6 separate regions of the Mus musculus genome follow, and all the other regions are linked to region 3. A link is a contact called in public Hi-C and HiChIP or PLAC-seq data. All regions are on one chromosome and are shown on one strand. The core of a region is the stretch at or near the end of the contact, and the rest is flanking DNA. Distances in the headings are between cores, read along the strand shown.

The links. Hi-C and Micro-C count contacts between places; a contact is called where the count stands out from the background. HiChIP or PLAC-seq counts read pairs in DNA pulled down with a chosen protein or histone mark.
Region 1: a Hi-C map of cerebral cortex shows a contact between it and region 3, with 1.5 times the contacts expected there. The contact joins two enhancer-like sites. A contact is called at or near these places in 2 of 484 Hi-C or Micro-C datasets (cerebral cortex and pre-hematopoietic stem cells) and 1 of 115 datasets of contacts at active chromatin or transcription factors (pancreatic cancer cells).
Region 2: an H3K27ac HiChIP or PLAC-seq map of microglia shows a contact between it and region 3, with 3 times the contacts expected there. The contact joins two enhancer-like sites. A contact is called at or near these places in 1 of 484 Hi-C or Micro-C datasets (nephron progenitors) and 2 of 115 datasets of contacts at active chromatin or transcription factors (embryonic stem cells and microglia).
Region 4: a contact with region 3 is called in a Hi-C map of CD8 T cells, with 1.9 times the contacts expected there. The contact joins two enhancer-like sites. A contact is called at or near these places in 3 of 484 Hi-C or Micro-C datasets (CD8 T cells, Sertoli cells and uterus) and 3 of 115 datasets of contacts at active chromatin or transcription factors (embryonic hindbrain, microglia and pancreatic cancer cells).
Region 5: an H3K27ac HiChIP or PLAC-seq map of microglia shows a contact between it and region 3, with 5 times the contacts expected there. The contact joins two enhancer-like sites. A contact is called at or near these places in 6 of 484 Hi-C or Micro-C datasets (CD4 T cells, CD8 T cells, Th1 cells and 2 more), 8 of 115 datasets of contacts at active chromatin or transcription factors (T-cell acute lymphoblastic leukemia, acute myeloid leukemia, cardiomyocytes and 3 more) and 1 of 9 other capture datasets (embryonic stem cells).
Region 6: an HNF4G HiChIP or PLAC-seq map of pancreatic cancer cells shows a contact between it and region 3. The contact joins two enhancer-like sites. A contact is called at or near these places in 2 of 484 Hi-C or Micro-C datasets (liver and uterus) and 3 of 115 datasets of contacts at active chromatin or transcription factors (Th17 cells, microglia and pancreatic cancer cells).

The regions. Positions count from the first base shown.
Region 1 is chr13:37,907,506-37,910,205 of GRCm38.p6, forward strand. All of the region lies in intron 5 of Rreb1 (ras responsive element binding protein 1), which reads left to right. Among named protein-coding and RNA genes, the nearest start is that of Rreb1, 20 kb to the left of the region's middle. Within about 2 kb of position 1,271, at least 47 of the 459 cell types and tissues checked have an H3K27ac peak or open chromatin away from gene starts, as enhancers often do. A contact at or near this core is called in cerebral cortex, where this site is marked.
Region 2 is chr13:37,957,771-37,960,470 of GRCm38.p6, forward strand. No RefSeq gene overlaps it. Among named protein-coding and RNA genes, the nearest start is that of Gm52041, 7.2 kb to the right of the region's middle. Within about 2 kb of position 1,426, at least 83 of the 459 cell types and tissues checked have an H3K27ac peak or open chromatin away from gene starts, as enhancers often do. A contact at or near this core is called in microglia, where this site is marked.
Region 3 is chr13:37,749,958-37,752,657 of GRCm38.p6, forward strand. No RefSeq gene overlaps it. Among named protein-coding and RNA genes, the nearest start is that of Gm31600, 10 kb to the right of the region's middle. Within about 2 kb of position 1,329, at least 92 of the 459 cell types and tissues checked have an H3K27ac peak or open chromatin away from gene starts, as enhancers often do. A contact at or near this core is called in CD8 T cells, acute myeloid leukemia, cerebral cortex and 2 more, where this site is marked.
Region 4 is chr13:37,561,065-37,563,764 of GRCm38.p6, forward strand. No RefSeq gene overlaps it. Among named protein-coding and RNA genes, the nearest start is that of Gm47754, 19 kb to the right of the region's middle. Within about 2 kb of position 1,262, at least 77 of the 459 cell types and tissues checked have an H3K27ac peak or open chromatin away from gene starts, as enhancers often do. A contact at or near this core is called in CD8 T cells and microglia, where this site is marked.
Region 5 is chr13:37,525,043-37,527,742 of GRCm38.p6, forward strand. The region is part of intron 2 of Gm30863 (a long non-coding RNA gene); the gene reads right to left. Among named protein-coding and RNA genes, the nearest start is that of Gm30863, 6.6 kb to the right of the region's middle. Within about 2 kb of position 1,374, at least 31 of the 459 cell types and tissues checked have an H3K27ac peak or open chromatin away from gene starts, as enhancers often do. A contact at or near this core is called in acute myeloid leukemia and microglia, where this site is marked.
Region 6 is chr13:37,621,241-37,623,940 of GRCm38.p6, forward strand. Gm40915 (a long non-coding RNA gene) reads right to left here. Exons shown (of 4, transcript XR_873251.2): 3 at 1,609-1,778. Among named protein-coding and RNA genes, the nearest start is that of Gm40915, 5.0 kb to the right of the region's middle. Within about 2 kb of position 1,376, at least 50 of the 459 cell types and tissues checked have an H3K27ac peak or open chromatin away from gene starts, as enhancers often do. A contact at or near this core is called in pancreatic cancer cells, where this site is marked.

The DNA of each region.
Region 1 (2,700 bases), core at 21-2,520, 160 kb after region 3:
AGTTTCATTTTCAAGAGAATAATTTAAAAGTGTACTTGTGCCTGGTGCTTATTTTTTATTTCTTTCTAAAAGACCAGTTTGAGTTCAGTGAGTTGGAAGGGAAGGAAAGATCTCATAAAACTGTCCGTGCACGGGGTGTTAAATAGCAGTCCGGCCTCTTCTCCTAGTGCCGCTTCTCAAATTCATGATTTGGTTCGTGATCCTTTATCACTTGGCTGGCTGGATGCTAATATTTTTAACAACCTTTCTTCTCTTCTGGCAGTGGGAACGTTTATCTATTCATCTTCTTTTGGAGATGAAATAAATACCAAAGTTTTCTCTGAGATGCAGGCAGTGTGATGTTTTTGACATATTTTGTTAAAATATTTCAAAAGCTTAATCATACTGGGTGAAACTAGTGGAAGGCATCAAAACCCAGAGCATCATGCTTGCCCACACTTGAACAGCCCAGTGGTTATGAGAGCTAAGAACTAGGTCACAGCAAAGAAGGGATAGGTGTGTTGGGAGCAGGATGAGAAATGGAGAGTCTAGCATCATCTCTTCTACTGGGTCATTGGCCCAGACATGGGTGTGTGTCCTGTCCAGTGTTATAACAGGAAATTAGCAACGTGAAGTAGGATTCTGATTTCCAGCTCTAGATCACAGATCGAGACCCGCAAGTGTGCCGGCTGCACTTCCCTGGGCTTTCTGCCTCACTGTTTTCTACCTTTGTGTAAATATCCAGCCTGTCCGACCAGTTTGGGCTGCACAAGCTGGTGCTAGCAAACACTGAAGCGTGCCCACTCGGCAGCCAGCCTTTCTCTGACTTGTTAAGGAAGGCAACGTCTGTTCCCCTCACCCCCTTCAATGAGGAAATGAGCTAGCAGCAAGGAAACCTTTGCCTGTGTGTGTGGCACGGAATCACCATCTCTCCTTTGGTGCCCATGTGCCCCCCTTGAACTGTTCTTTACTGCTCTGAGGGTTTGGGGTCCTGCACAGTGAGGGTATTGGTCTTTGGGGAGATTTTCTATTTTCCTCTGGCCAGATTCTGTTTCATAACGGGCTCAGAGGGAGTCAGCAGTACATTCTTAGGTTCCGGGTTTATGTAACCCAGCCTCACTCTGGGGGAGCTGCAGCCAGCTCTACAGGTGAGAAAACTGAGGGCCAAGATTAGAACCTGCTCTTCCAAGGCCCCCTCCCTGCCCCGCTGGCCGAATTAGAACAGCGAGGCTCTTCCCTCAAAGCACTTGATTGTGTCATCTGTGGAAAGCACAGGCCATCTGTGCTGCACACCTGCCCCATTTAAGATAAAAGGCAGCCGTGAGTGCTGCAGTCATGGAGAAGGAGCTCTGGTGGTTTGGTTGGGTGATGAGTCTCTCAGCTCATTTGTCTTCTTCCTCCAGGTCCAGATTCCTCCTACTTCCTCTGATGTTTCTCATGGTCCTGAACGGTACAAGGTGTCCCCAGATGGTGGAGACCTCTCTACTAACATTGTCTTCCCCTCCACCCACAATAGTGCTCTCTGCTTTTTCCTTTGGGCATGAGGTGACCATCTTGAAAGGCCCAACCTAAGTGTTTCTTGTTCCTCTTCTGGAAGGGCTAGGGAGTGGCAAGCATTGATTCATCATTGGCTTACTATGAAGATGGTTATCTTTTCCTCCCCCACAAAAGGAAGATGAGTGAATGAGGAGGTTCTGACATCTTTCAGAAACCTAAGAAGAACCTCCTGCCAGGCTGAGGTGACAAATGGTCTCAGTGACTTGAGCATTCCATTCTACCATGAAACGTAGGTTTGGGCTTGGTTTGACACTGTTATTTTAGCCCTTGCTGCAGACAGTCTTTCTCTGTGGTGAAGCTGGCAGTGAATTCCCACAGAGGTAATGGCTCTGAGCCAGTGAGGCCACTTTGAGAGTAGTGACTTCATTTGGGGCCCCATCACCTGAGTCTCATTTTCAAGTCAAGACTGCCTATAGGTGTGTACTTTGGACTGCAGGCTACAGGGAGAAGTTAAGGAAAATGGGGCAGTTTAGCTTATCGAAGAAACTGCCTGAAGTAGAGACTGTTGGGTGGAATTTGATGAATAATATTGCTTGACTAGTAAAAAGAGCCTCTGGTGTCTTTGTTTCTCAAGAATAAGTTATTTTTGTTTGTGGGTTTTTTTTTTTCTTTTTTTTAGACAGGGTTTACCTCCCAGGCTGGCCTTAAACTCCTGGCCTCAGCATCCCTGGTAGCTAGAACAAAAGGCGTTGACCTCAACTGGACAAGTGTGCAGAAAGAATGTATACAAAAGGTAGTAACTGAGAAGTTACTTTAGGGGAAAAGTATAGGCAATAGGGGATTAAGTAGTATATGGAGTCAAAGGTCTAGCTGTTAGAACCCTGTCTAGAGTGAAGATTGACATGTCCTGATTATGAGTCAGGACAGCAAGGAGAGCTACCTGTTGCAGCCACTCAGTGCAGGGTGAGGGAGCTGTACTTTCTAAGGCAACAGATGACAGCCAGAGGATGCCATCCACCTCTCTATGAAAGCCACTGCAGGAAGGGGAAGGAGAAGAATGTAAGAGCCAAAGTCATTTGTGTCCCCAAAGGATAACTGGAACTTGGAGGAAAAAAAAATACCTCTCAAGTATTGGAATCGCAGCTCATTTCTTCAGTGAGGAAGTTTTGTTTTGGGGTCTTACACAGAGCCAAGAAAGAAAAGAAATTGTCGCTCAGTGGATAG
Region 2 (2,700 bases), core at 176-2,675, 210 kb after region 3:
GGGATTCATAAGTATATTAAAATTAGTGAGGCTCAGGCCTAGAGCCTCAAGTTTGGTTCAGATATGAATCCAGCAGCCAGCTGAATAGAGCTCTTAATAGACTCCATCTGTGTTAGCTAGTTTCCCATTACTGTAACAAAATACCCAGTTTTATAAAGTTATAAGTTATAAGACTTTATAACCAACTTACAAAGACGAAAGGGGCTGGAGAGACGGCTCAGCAGTTGGGAGCAGCTGTTGTGCTTGCAATGGATCAGGTTCCATTCCCAGCACCCGCATGGTGGCTCACAACCATCTGTAACTCTAGTTCCAGGGGATCTGGTGCCCTCTTCTAAACTCCGTGGGCACCAGGCATGCACGTGTTGTACAGACATACATGCAGACAAAAACTCTGACAAACAAAATAAAGTAAATACATCTAAAACAAGGCAAAAATCTTTAGGAAGGGGGAGGGGGAGGGGGAGAGGAGGGAAGGTAGACAGAGGGGGACTAGCTAGGAATGATATAGTAGGCCTGTAATCCCAGTGTCTGGGAGGCTGAGGTGGGAAGGTCTCAAATTCAAGGCCAGCCTGGGCTTACTGCATAGCAAGAAGCTCTCTCAAGCTGGGCGTGGTGGCACAAGCCTTTAATCCTAGCACTCGGGCGGCAGAAGCAGGCAGATCTCTGAGTTCGAGGCCAGCCTGGTCTACAGCGTGAGTTCCAGGACAGCCAGGGCTACACAGAGAAACCCTGTCTCAAAAAACAAACAAACAAACTAACAAAATAAGAAGCTCTCTCAACAAAAACAAGTGGCGTTTGCTTCCGTTTATAGCTTCGGAGGCTTCCAGCCACGGTCAGTAGTCTCACTGCCAACTGTAACCGTGGAAGCTGCTTATCTCACAGCAACCAGGAAGCAACGAGATAGAAGGCAGAACCAGCCTCCCTAGGGCCTCTTGAAGGGCACAGTCCAACAATCTCACTTCCTCCTACTGGCCCTGCCCCTTAAAAATAAATCCCTCTATCTTCCAGTAGCATAATGTGCAAGGAACTGAGTCTTTACCTCAGAAGCTGTGGGGAGGAACTCCAGAGCCAGATGATGTCAGCCTTTGGGGTGGAGGAGTATAAAATCGGGAGGGACAAAGACTCAAGAGTGACGCTCTGAGCTGCACTCGTGCCTCAGTTGCTGGCAGACCTAGTAGGCAATAGCTTCATCGTGCTTGTTCCAGGCTTGCATTCGTTACTTGTCTGCGGCTCTGATAAAACACCATGACCAAGGTAAACTCGTGGGTGAAAAAGAAAAGTTGATTTGGGCTAACGATTCCAGAAGGATGCGGAGTTCATCGTGGCAGAAAGGTGGAAGCACTCAGCAGGCTTAGCAGCTGAGAGCTCGCATCCTGAACCACAAGCTTGAAGCAGGGAAGCCTGCCCCCAATGACATACTTCCTCCAGCGAAGTCCTACCTCCTAAACCTCCCCAAACTGCCAAGTGTTCAAATGCCAGCGCCTATGGGGGACATTCTCTGTCCATCCGCTCTAGGGTTCCTGACGTTTGCCACGCCCAGCGGCTGCCTGCCCGCTCCCAAGGAGGCGGGGGAGGGAGGGGTGAGCAGGGAGAACCGCTGGGTTTATTTTAAACCTATAATTGAAGGTTGCTCGTTAACAACAACAAACCAGTGCTCTCCAAGCCAAAGCTGCCAAAGTCAGTGTCCTAAATAAGGAACACAGCAGTCGCTTCTTTCAGGGGAAGGAAGCTGGAGCCAAATAGGGAAGTGACCTGCCTGGCTTTGACTGTGGGCTGTCCTGAGTCCTGCCTGCCTCTCACAGGAATTGACAACATGGTGAGGGCTGGACCCCAGGCTCTCAGATGAGTGGGGTGGGGAATGTATAGCTGCTCATTAGCCCCGCCTTCCCACAAAGACACCACACAACTCTCTCACATAAATGGTAGTCCTACTATGCATGAAAAAGTTAGGGGCGTCAGGGAAATGGGAAGGGGGATAAAACAAGCAATGAAAACTGAATGCAGCCCCGGATATTGCTTCCGTGGCTCTAATTGTACTACTGGCTAGGCAGAGAGAGGTAGCAGCTCTCTGTGAGTTCAGGACCAGCCTGGTCTACGTAGAGAATTCCAGAACAGTTAGTGCTGTATATAGAGACCCTGTCTCAAAAAAAAGCAAAACCAAACAAAGAAAGAAGCAGCGAAACCCAAAGGCAGTTATCTTACTTTCCATCCAGTTTGCTCACCCTGCAGAGTGCAAGTCTTAGGTTGCCAGTCCAGTGAGCTGAGGAGGAATAAAACCCTTTCCTGTCAGAGCAGGGGTGGAGGAAAGTGACAGGATCTGCCTTGTGAGGGTGAAACTGCCTATCGCACACACAGCCCAGCACGTGCACGGGGTCAGGTGTCTATGACTGGAGGATGTGTGCCCACCAAAAGGACAGTGACTGCATAAAACGAGGACACATGGCTCCGGTCAACTCTGGAGGCAGATGTGGTGTGGTGTGCCCTCCTACCCCAGGTGGCTGGTGAGGCCCCCATTCTCCTGATGCATCACAAGTGCCATTCGACAGATGTTTTTTTTTAAAGCTCTGCAGTGATGGCTCACACCTGCTATGTCAAGATGGAACATCAGAAGTGTGTCTTTGGAGCTGGTGAGATGGCTCAGTGGTTAAGAGCACTGACTGCTCTTCCGAAGGTCATGAGTTCAAATCCCAGCAACCACAG
Region 3 (2,700 bases), core at 79-2,578:
TATCTGTACTCCAGATCTTCCTCTCACCCACATTCGCCCCTCCCCTCTATGTTTCAATTCCCCCTCATCGTTATCAGGGGTCGATGCCAAAGGTGAAGGGATTTCCACCAGGCCCGGAATGTGCTAGTTGCCAGTGGCAAACTCCAAACTCTCATCTGGTACATAAGGTACACCCAGGGATCACAACGCATCTGAGAAAACCAGCAGTGGGAGGAAATTAGACCCTGGGGAAATAAGCTCAACAGGAAAGAGAAGAGTGTTAAATTAAGTATAATTAGTGTCTTGGGAGAGGTGTTCGAGGATGCTAAATCCATGAATGACTGGTTGCTCCGGAGAAGAAACCATCAGAGTGCCAGGAAACCTAACTCATAATTGTTCAATGAGACCTCGCCTGATGGAGACAGTCACAGAAGGCTGTCCTGGGTGAGGAGTCTAATGAACGGAAGGACAGGCTCATTGGCCCAAAATACAGTTCAAAGGTTAGAGGTCTGATGTGAGGTTGGCAAAGTAAGGGAGGCCTGATGAGATGGCCCAGCAAGTAAAGGCACTTGCCACCAAGCTGGACAACCTGAGTTTGAGTCCCAGGATATCACGTCACAAAAGGAAGGAACTGGCTCCTGAAAGTTGTCCTATGGCCTCTAGATGTACCGTGGCATTGTGACAGTCATGCAAATCAATTTTAAAGTGAAACAAAACAAAACATTTTCTTATGTTTGCTTGACTTTTGATACCGGGTTTCTCTTTGCAGCCCTGGATATCCTGGCGCTCACTTTGTAGACCAGGCTAGTCTTGAACTCATAGGGCTCTGCCTGCCTTCTGAGTGCACTACCACCACCTGGCTCAATTTTGTTTTTCTTTTAAAGAGAGAAAGAGACATGAAGGCATGAGGCTTGGGTCACTGCTGCTGGCTTACAACAACCCAGGACCAGGTAAGACCCAGAAGAAAAATACATTTTACAGTGAAGATTAAAGCCGTTTCATCTTTTGACCTAAAGTGGTTTTGAAATTAGTAAGTCATGTCCCAAAATACTGAAAAACCCATGGTAAGTAGCTACCATTTCCATTATTAGAAAAATTAAATAATTTGTTACCATTTCTTTCCTACCCCCCCCCCCCACCTAGAGACAAGATCTCACTGTGTAGCCCTGGTTGGCCTTGAACTTGCTACTCTCCTGCCCTTCCCTCCAAGTGACTGACAGACTGTACTCGCACATCTGGAGAGCATCCTTCAAATAACACTGTTTTCTTCATGCAAAACAAATGGACTCCCTTCTCAGTCTTTCAGATCTTCCCCTCTCTCTCTCTCTTGAGGAAACACACATAGCCTTTCAACCCCCATCACACATCCTTTCATCACGTGTGGCCCTCTCCACGGGCTCAACAGCCTGGCTGCTTGCAGGCTGTGCGTGATTCCTTTAGGAAGGTGGTCCAGCACACGCCCAGGGCAGGGCTCAGCAAACAAAAGTCGAGTGCATGAAAATTCTCTCTCTGCCACACCTCCACTGCCCTCGGGAGTGTGTGTGTGTGTGTCTGTCTGTTTGTCTGTCGGTCTGTCAGTCTATCCTGATCTGTTTTGTGTGTGTTTGTTCATGTTCTGATTTGGGGTGTGTGTGTGTCTGTGTGTGTGTGTGTGTGTGTGTGTCCTGATCTAGCACATCCCTGGGCTGAAAGGCTGTTCCAGGAAGAAGTCTGATTGGGCTCTGCTACAGGCAACCCCCCCCCCAACAGTTGCCAGGAGGGAGGAGGAAGAAAGTCTAAATGGGCAGCAACAACAGGAAGTAGAATCAGTCTCACAGAAGTACTAAGTAAGGAACCAGGCAAGAGCAGCCCCAAGGGCAGCCCCTGTTCACATTGAGAAAACAGCAGGATCCTGAAAAGCAGAGAGCCTTGCATTCTGCCCAGCTGGGAACCGGCCACAATCCAACCCACCCACAGCTGTCTGTGTATTTCTCTGTCTAAAATACCCAAATCCCTAAAAGGGAAGCCTTGGGGGAGAGGTTTGAGCATCAAATCCAATCAGGACCTTTGTGCTCCCAAGATAAACTGCAGGAGAAGGAGCCCAAAATGGCTGGAGTGCAGATCAAGGTCAATGCCACCTGGCTGAGTGTCCTCTCTCTAGGGTTAAGCTGCAAGATTGGAAGTTCACAATGAGAAAGGGCAGAGCAAGAGGTGAGGTCAGCTGACTACTCAGAGGTCCTGGAGAATGCTGGAGTTAAGAAATAAAAGTTGGCACCTACACTCTGAGAGGTAGCTCTAGCCACTACATGCCTTCTGCCATTCTGAGCATCCGTACCTCCCACAGGCCTTCCCTGATCCTTCACTAAGTGTCATTCTCCTGCCCCTTACTACCAAGCTGGGCCATATGAAACTGCCAACAGACATTGTGTTTGTCCTTAACACCCGGCCATTTCACTGGCCCAGTAAAATGCTTCAACAGAGTTCCGAAGGCAGAGTTTGTGCATTCTTTGTCCATTTCTTTGAAGGCCACGCCATGCAGGAGATAAAAGAAATACAAACCACAGAGACTGGTGGATCTGTGAATGTATTTTCTCCTTGCCAAGCAATTCACCCGGAGTTTCTTAGAAAGTTCCTCTACAGCCCTTAAGTAAAAATCAGTTTGCCAAATCTTTCATTATTAAAATAGGATCCTCCTGTAGTCCAGGTACAATAACTACACAGAGAGAAATGAAACAAACAAAC
Region 4 (2,700 bases), core at 12-2,511, 190 kb before region 3:
CCACTTCTGCTTCTCCTCTGGCTTTAGGTTCCTCGTCTGGAAAAATAGAAAGTTTGGGCTTAGTAGGTAACTCAAGAGGTTCCACAAAATCTCTGTAATAACTGTGTAAGCAGTCTAGCCATGTGTCTGCCTAAACACAGTATGCAATGCCTCCTGCACCTACTGCATGCAATGAGACACCCGGCAGGCAACACAACACACACTGCCTGCCATGAAACGAGACACCCCGATCTCAACACGGTGCCCTCTGAACCAGTACAGTGCCCCTTTATGCAAAGCAGTATCTTCCAAATGCATTTCAATGGCCTCTGATTTTAGGGTGATGCCCACTGGAGACAAGGCCAGCTTCCTTCTGAGGTAATGATCTGTAGAGACAACAGGGCTGTCTGTGATTCTCCTCTGAACAGGGCTCATATCCACCCCATCCTTGCCCACAGGGCCCTGCTCTGTTCCCTGGGTTTGGCACCGAAGATACCCCCTCCCCTATGCTCACCCAGGGCACATTCTTGCTCACCTTTCAAATGACTCATAGTAGCTAGGGACAGGGTGCCCCAGAGCAAGCTGGCAAGCCAGTGCCCATCCACCCCTTCCTTCTCCAGGTACCGCCACTAGGAGCTGTCTGGCTGTCAGCTGTTCCCAAGCTCAGGGGCTCCTTGGGTTACAGAAGCCAGAGGACATGGAAATTGAAACAGGAGAAGCCACTGGTGGGGGGCCAGAGACTCCCCAGGGCAGCTATGGAAAGACAGCCCTGCCAGAATGGCCACATTATTTATTGGTTCTCTAGAGGGAAGGCATATATAGTTATAAAAAGAGACTCTTCAAATCAAACGACAACTAGATTATTCAAGGCTCTCCAAAGTATACCCCAAACATCACCATCACCCCTGTTTAATCAAAGGCCACAGCCAGGGTGGGAAGTACCTAACAACAGCCTGTCAGCATCACAGCCTTTGTTTCCTACTGGGTTCACAAGACAGGGAGCTTAGCAGGGAGGGAGGGACATTTCTGGGCCCACCCAGCTAGCCCAGGCCCCACAAGCTGCTGCTTTGCTGTCCTTAACCAATGTAGGGTTAGAGGGATATTCAAAGGCTCAAGGCATTTCTACCATTCACAAACCACAGCCCGGCTGCCGGGGAGAAGGAGGGCTAGCCAACTGAAAACGCTGTCATGTGGCTCTGCTGTTGAGTGCTGGGATGTGAAGGACAGAGCAGTGGCTGGGCTGCGAATGGGTTTCACCAGGCTGGATCAGGTGGCCGCTTTCCTGGAAACTGGCCTTCTCGTTGCTAGGCTGATAAGGCAGGGACATTGCTACCCTTGGCGCACATGGGAAACCTTGTTGACACTGAAGAAGAGCTGGGATCTGTTAACTGTTGAGACAAAGCAGAGGGCCCCTGAAGTTACTCCATATCCCAGAATAACTCAGATCACCGAGGCAGGTGTGCGTTGAGAAAGCCAATGAATCCAACCTTCAGTAAGTGTTCCAGAGACAGAGAGAAAGATGGCAACAGGATGCAACTTTGGGGCATCCTATCTTCCCCATGTCCCCCCAGATTTTAGCTTCCACCCTGAATAACTGTGGACTCCTGTAACACACATGTGCTAACCGCTCCTGACGCTAGACCCCCAAAGCAGCTGCTGGGCAGTACAAGGTACAGGAAGCTGCCTCCTGGGGACACAGATCTGTATACTAGCAGGTGTGGCTGGGAAGGCCCTGGCCCTGGAGCCTCGCTGTTTATAACTGTGATGGGGGGCGGGGCATTCGGACTTCAAAGGGTTTAGAGGTCAGGAAATGAAGCCTTTTGGCAGAACTCCAGGGACAAGTAGCTTACACTGATTTCTGCCTCCACCACCATGGTGTAACAAGGCCCCTTTATGTTGTAACTCACAGCACTTGCACCTTGCCTGCAAAGTACCCTCTCCTGGACTGTTCAAACACCCCCCTCACTCACACACACACACACACACACACACACACACACACACACACAGAGTCTTTCGTCCATCAGGTAGTCACCAGCCCTTGCATAACCTGTCACTTGAATTTTTCCCAACATTCCCTGCAAGTAGCCGTCAGCCCTCGGGGAGAGGTGAATGAAGAATTGCAATGAGAAGTCCCTAAGTCCCCCTAAAATGAGCCCTGCCTCATAGCTGTTGGGGTGTGTTCGCGTGCAGGGGTGGGGTCAGGATGCAGGTGTGGCTGGCTTTACCCACTTGGAGCATCCTATTTCTGTCCCCAAAGTGAAGGACAAGGCACTGGGTTCCAAACTCTGCTTCCCACAGATCCTTCATGGAGAACAGATTGGATTCCAGAAGGCAAAGGGAATAATGAAGAGAGAAGAGGAAAAGAGAAAGGCCACTGAGACATTAATACAGAAGTAGAGATGAAGCCCACAAATGAGGTCCTCCACTATTGCCTTACAGATGATCCTGCTAGGCTCTGCCCAACAGCTGCCTAGCAACAGCTTGCCTAGGTGCTGGGCTACCCCAAAGCTATCTATCTAAGTAGCTATTTATCTATGTATCTATCTACTTATGTATCTATATATCTTTGTATCTATCTATCTATCTATCTATTTATCTATCTATCTATCTATCTATCTATCTATCTATCTACCTACCTACCTACCTACCTACCTACCTACCTTTCTATGCTCTCTCCCATCAAATTAAAAAACAAAAAACAAAAAACAAAAACCCACA
Region 5 (2,700 bases), core at 124-2,623, 220 kb before region 3:
CTTCCTGGCCATTCTGCTGACTAGATAGGCAAGCTATCTACCCTTCAGAGCCTTCCATCTAAACCCTACAGTCGGGAAAACAGTTCCTAGCACTCAGGACTGCTTAGGTAGTAACAGGTAGCATTGAAGAGTTACCTGGGAGGGTGGGTAAATTTTCCTCACTTAGGAACTCTCTCTAAGTTCCCAACTTAAGTAGGCACATGTCTACAAGGCTCAACAGCCTCCGTACATCACGGTGAAGGGACAAAGCAGGGCGCTTGGCACACAGTCAGCGCTCAGTAAACATAAGGAGGTTGATGAGTTAATTAGCTGGCTAATTAATCAATATAACCAAGGCCCTTCCATAAAAGAACAACATGCTCACAAAGCCGTCCTTCTGTGGAGGTTTTACAGTCTTCCCATTGAGTGAGTCATGTCTCGAGGGCCACGGATTGCACAAGGAAGAGCAAAAACGGAGGAGCAGAACCCGGGAGGTGAGCTGTTGGAGGAGGTTGCTCTCTTCCCAGCTCAGCCCGGTTGCCCTTTCCTCCAGTCGGTGTCCCAGCCTTGCTTTATCGGCTGCCCACTGAAGTCTGTATAAAAGGGAACCTAGCTTTCCACGGGATTCCCACCACCATCCTCCCACCTTTCCCGCTACTCTCCTACCCACACCCCTGCAGCAAGGTGACTCAGATTGGGCAATACATTCACAAGCTTTCCAGAAGCCAGGCGCACTGAAACGGGGCTGCATTCACGACAGTTGTGAGAACAAGGAAAGAGCATCACAAGTTCAAGGCCAGCTTGAGCTAGCTACACCTGGAGCGTCTGTCTAAAGCAAACAAATAAAACTTGTCAATCAATACATCTTCCAAAAGAGTGAACGGAGAGGTACCTACCGATACAACCGGCCAACGTCAATGAACTCGGTAGCCTTTGGTAAGATTTGTGGCACTACTGAGTCAGAGTCAAAATAAATAGGGAAGTGAGTTGAATGAAAAACAGCGCAGATATTTGAGGGAAAGGAACATGGGAGGCTACACAGAGTCAGAAGGGAAGGACAGTTGCTTCAATGTCAAGTTGATCCAGGCCCTGGTATTGGGTCCCAGGCCACAGAGATGCTAGGTATCTACAGGTGCTGAGCATCTACTCGGCTAGTAGAGACATAAGTGTGTATAATACTGGTTGGGCCATCGTGCAGACTGTACTGTGAAGACAACCGTTCCCAGCCACACCATGGGACCTACGTGACTCTTCACATTCCTGTCTGAGCTGCGTCACTATACAAGGGGGAGAGGAAGCGGAAGTCAGGCTGATTCTCCTGACACTCATTGCCGCTCCTTCACACTGTTTCCCTATCAGTCCAGAACCCAAGCCCTGAGACACTCAGACCAATGAGGCTGGAGTTACAGGCTTCCTCCACTTTTACACAGCCACGTGGGTGTGTTCTGCCTGCTCACTACTGAGTTACAGCTTCTCCCTTCTTGACTTCCTGGGGCCAGTCTGGGAGGCTGGCTGTTGGCGGCCATGCCTTCCTCTTGTCATGGTTCTCACCCTGGTTATGAATTCGATTCTCATAAAATGTCTGAGTTATTCATTCTGAGACTGCATAGTACACTAAAACCAAAAAATATGGCAATCTAAAAGTCCAACTTCAAGCGAAAAAAAAAAAAAACTTAAAAATACCTGCTCTTATGAAGCAGTTAGATCTTCACACACTCTACAGAGTCCTTTGTTTGCTGGTGAAAGTATTAAGTAAGGCCGTTACCGGTGTGTGAACCTACCTTTCCAGCAGCTCTGTTCATACTGGCCCAAAGAAGAAGCAACCCAAGGGCCCACAGGGAGACTAAAGAATAAACACTGGCCCATGCTCTTCTGGGCGATCAGTCCTTCTAAAAGAAGAAAGCCTGACTTTCTCATCACAGTGAGAAGTATCTTGAAAACACTACAAAACAAAAACAAAAACAAAAAATAAAACAAAAATAAACCCTAAGCATTTGCTAAAGATTGCTTTATGATTCTGCTTATAAGAAAGAGACCCGATGAGTCACATTCACAGAGACTGAAACAAAATGACTGGGTTGCTGGGAATGGGAGAGTGGAATTGGGGGTTTGAAGTTAATAGGTGCACACTTAGAGTTTTGTGAGATGGAAATTCTGAAGGTAGAGGGACGATGATGGGGCCTTAAGGTGTTGAATGTGGAGAGCACCATCCAGCTGTGTATTTAATAACGGTGGGATTGGTCAATCTTACGTTGTATTTGTTCAAACACAAAAACAGACTCGCTAGGCAGCGGAAGCATCAGGGAGGGCGCTACAAAACCCTGTGCCTACCCACATTTGTCGTTATGACAAGAGGGCTTATTGCTTTAAGTTTATTTTTATAGAATGAGACTCCGATCCTTAGGTCATCTGAGAAGGGCTCGGGACCTCCTGCTCACTTCTCTGAACCCCAGACAAACTAGCTAAGGAAAACCACAGTCAGGCTAGAATAAGAACAGGGTCAGTTCAACATTCCTCTTCCTCCACCTCCTCTTCTCTGCTCAGGACTGACCTGGGAACAAGACCTCTGCCCCAGGGCCTGGGCTGATATCCTTGCCAGGCCTCTGAAAGGAGCTTCCTCCTCCCTGGAGGACTGCTTTGCATGAGGGGCAGTTGGAATGAAAGGAGTTTTTTGTCTGAGCTATGTGCTGCAAAACCCAACTCCTGTGTGTGAAGATTATC
Region 6 (2,700 bases), core at 126-2,625, 130 kb before region 3:
TCGAAAAACCAAAAAAAAACCAAAAAACAAAAAAAGATGGTGATGGGTGATGGGAACCGGTTTGACCATCAGCAAAGCTGGAGTGGTATTGGATGGGACGGTTTCAAAGTCACCAGGCTGACCTCAGAGCATCAAAGTGTGATCTTTTGACAGTGCAGGCTGATACTTTGCAGATAGTGCACGGTGGGCACGCTTTGTGAAAGTACTCTAGCCAGCATACTCCTGCTAAGTCAGCCAGGACACTACATGAGAAAGACGTAGCCCAAGGCCAGCACGCAGCTGCTGTGTGAGGACAGGAGTGACAGGGTACCATTCTGGGCATCTAAATATAATAGGCAATAAGCTTGAGTCACTCAGACTTAGACTTTATGAGCCAGCCATGCTTTGATGGCATACCAGGTCACAAACAGTTCTCTTCCTTGGGCTACACAGGCCCATCCTCTTGTTAGGTCCTCTCACACTCCCTCTTCCATCACATAAAACAGGATGATAAACCTGAACCATGATGACTAGAGATAGCAGATAGCAGCTACCTGAAGGAGACCCTGGACCAGGGCAGATATAACTATGGTGGCCTCAAGCCAAAAAATCACTCACAGAGCCAGACAGAGCCAGCTCTCCTCACTGTCACATGAAGAGAGAGAGACAGGCTCAAGACTTCTTTTTCTACTTGAAGCCTGGTTAGGCTTAGAGTTTAGCATAGCCACAGTGTCCTCTTGAGGCAGTGCACACTAGAGAAAGATTATTATCCCCTGGACAGGACAACATTCAAGGTGTAGGAATGATCAGACATTCACAGATATACACACACCACAGAGACAGAGAGATAGATACATATACACACAGACACACACACCACACTGATAGACACACATACACCACACATGCACACACAGATAGATACACACATAAAAATACACGCAGACATACACAGATAACCACACATAGAGATACAGACATTCACAGACACACACAGAGAGAGATAATCACACACACATACATAGATAGATACACAGACACTACAGAGAGACACACAGAAATCAACACATATAGAGAGATGCACACACATAGACACACAGAGATATACACACAGAGATGCACACAGAGAAATATACACACAGAAACACACACACAGAGAGAGAGAGAGAGACAGAGAGACCAGTTTCTAGCATCTACTTTCTAATTAAATGTAACAAACCACCAGCTAATTCATGCCATCAACTAACACGGACAATGTGGGTGGAGCCGCCCTGGGGTGTTAAAGCCTTGGACTTCAAGGCTCTTCGTGGTTGGCAGCCTCTCCACTCCTAGGACAGCTACAGGTCCTTAACAAAATGTCATGTCTGGGTCATCTACCCGGTCATATTGACTCACCAGTCAAACACTTCCTTTCTATTGTGTGGGACTCAGACATACTAGGGTTGAATGTAGTCCTTCAAGCATCATAGACTGGAAAGTTAACCTCCAGTTTCACACGCTCATGGTGCAGAGGTGGGGACTCCAGGAGGCTGTTAGGGCAGGTGGGAGTAGGAATCCTAGGATGGTATGTGTGGCTCTTAAGGAAGAGGAAGAGAGACCCAGACTAGCACATTTGTTAGTCTGTCTTACCATGTGCTGACTTCTGTCAGGTGACTGGAGAGATGGCTCCGTGGTTAGAAGTATTTGTGGCTCTTCTAGGGAACCCTAGCTCTGTTCCCAGTATTGATGCCAGGTGACTCAGAGTGCTTGTAACACCAGCTCTAGGGAATCTCACTCCTTTTCTTGGGTTCCAAGGGTACCTGAACACATACACATACAAATACACACTTACATAAACACATAAAAACTAGTAACAAAAAGAAAACTTTTAAAGTACTTTTATTTGTTTTAAACATTGTTACTCTTTTATTTATTTTGAAACAAAAAGTTGCAAAACACACACACACACACACACACACACACACACACACAAATTAGCCAAACCCAAAGTCTAAACAACTTAACCAACTTCTGCACAGCTAGAGTATATTTATATATTTTTAATAGTTTACTTAGCGTTATTTTATGTTCATTGGTGTGAGGGTGGAACTGAAGTTACAGACCATTGTGAGCTGCCATGTGAGTGCTGAGAATTGAACTCGGGTCCTTTGGAAAAAGAGACACTGAGCCGTCTTTCTAGCCCCATATTTTTATATTCTGAAGCTAAATAAACAAAGGTGTAAAAGGATGCCCACCCAGGGCCTGGCACGGGCTAAATATTGCAGATCTAATCTCTTACCTGCAATTCTGAATCCAGATATCCCCTGAACGCTGAAACTCTCTCTTTTTGGCTGTATTAATTGTGGTGACATTGCTGTGACAATAACTGACTGAAACTTGGTAGGGAAGATGGACTTGGGCTCAGAGTTTCAGCCCATCATGGCAGAATAGCTCACTGCAGCGAGAACACACCATGGAGTCTTTTCAGATCATAGCAGACCCCAAAGCAGACAGACCTGAGCGAGGAGCGAGAAGCGACTCCAAATGCCTGCTCCTGGATGTAAGAGAGGGCACATAAACATATCTGTGTAGGGGCTGCCTTAGGAAGAAGCATTGGAGTCGCTGTTGCCTGCAGAAGGAGAGAAGGGACTGCGATGGACGCAGAAGGAAACTGAGGCTGCCTGGCACACTTCTCATGTACAGTGGAATGCTCCCACCACATGTTAAACACATTGTAAGATT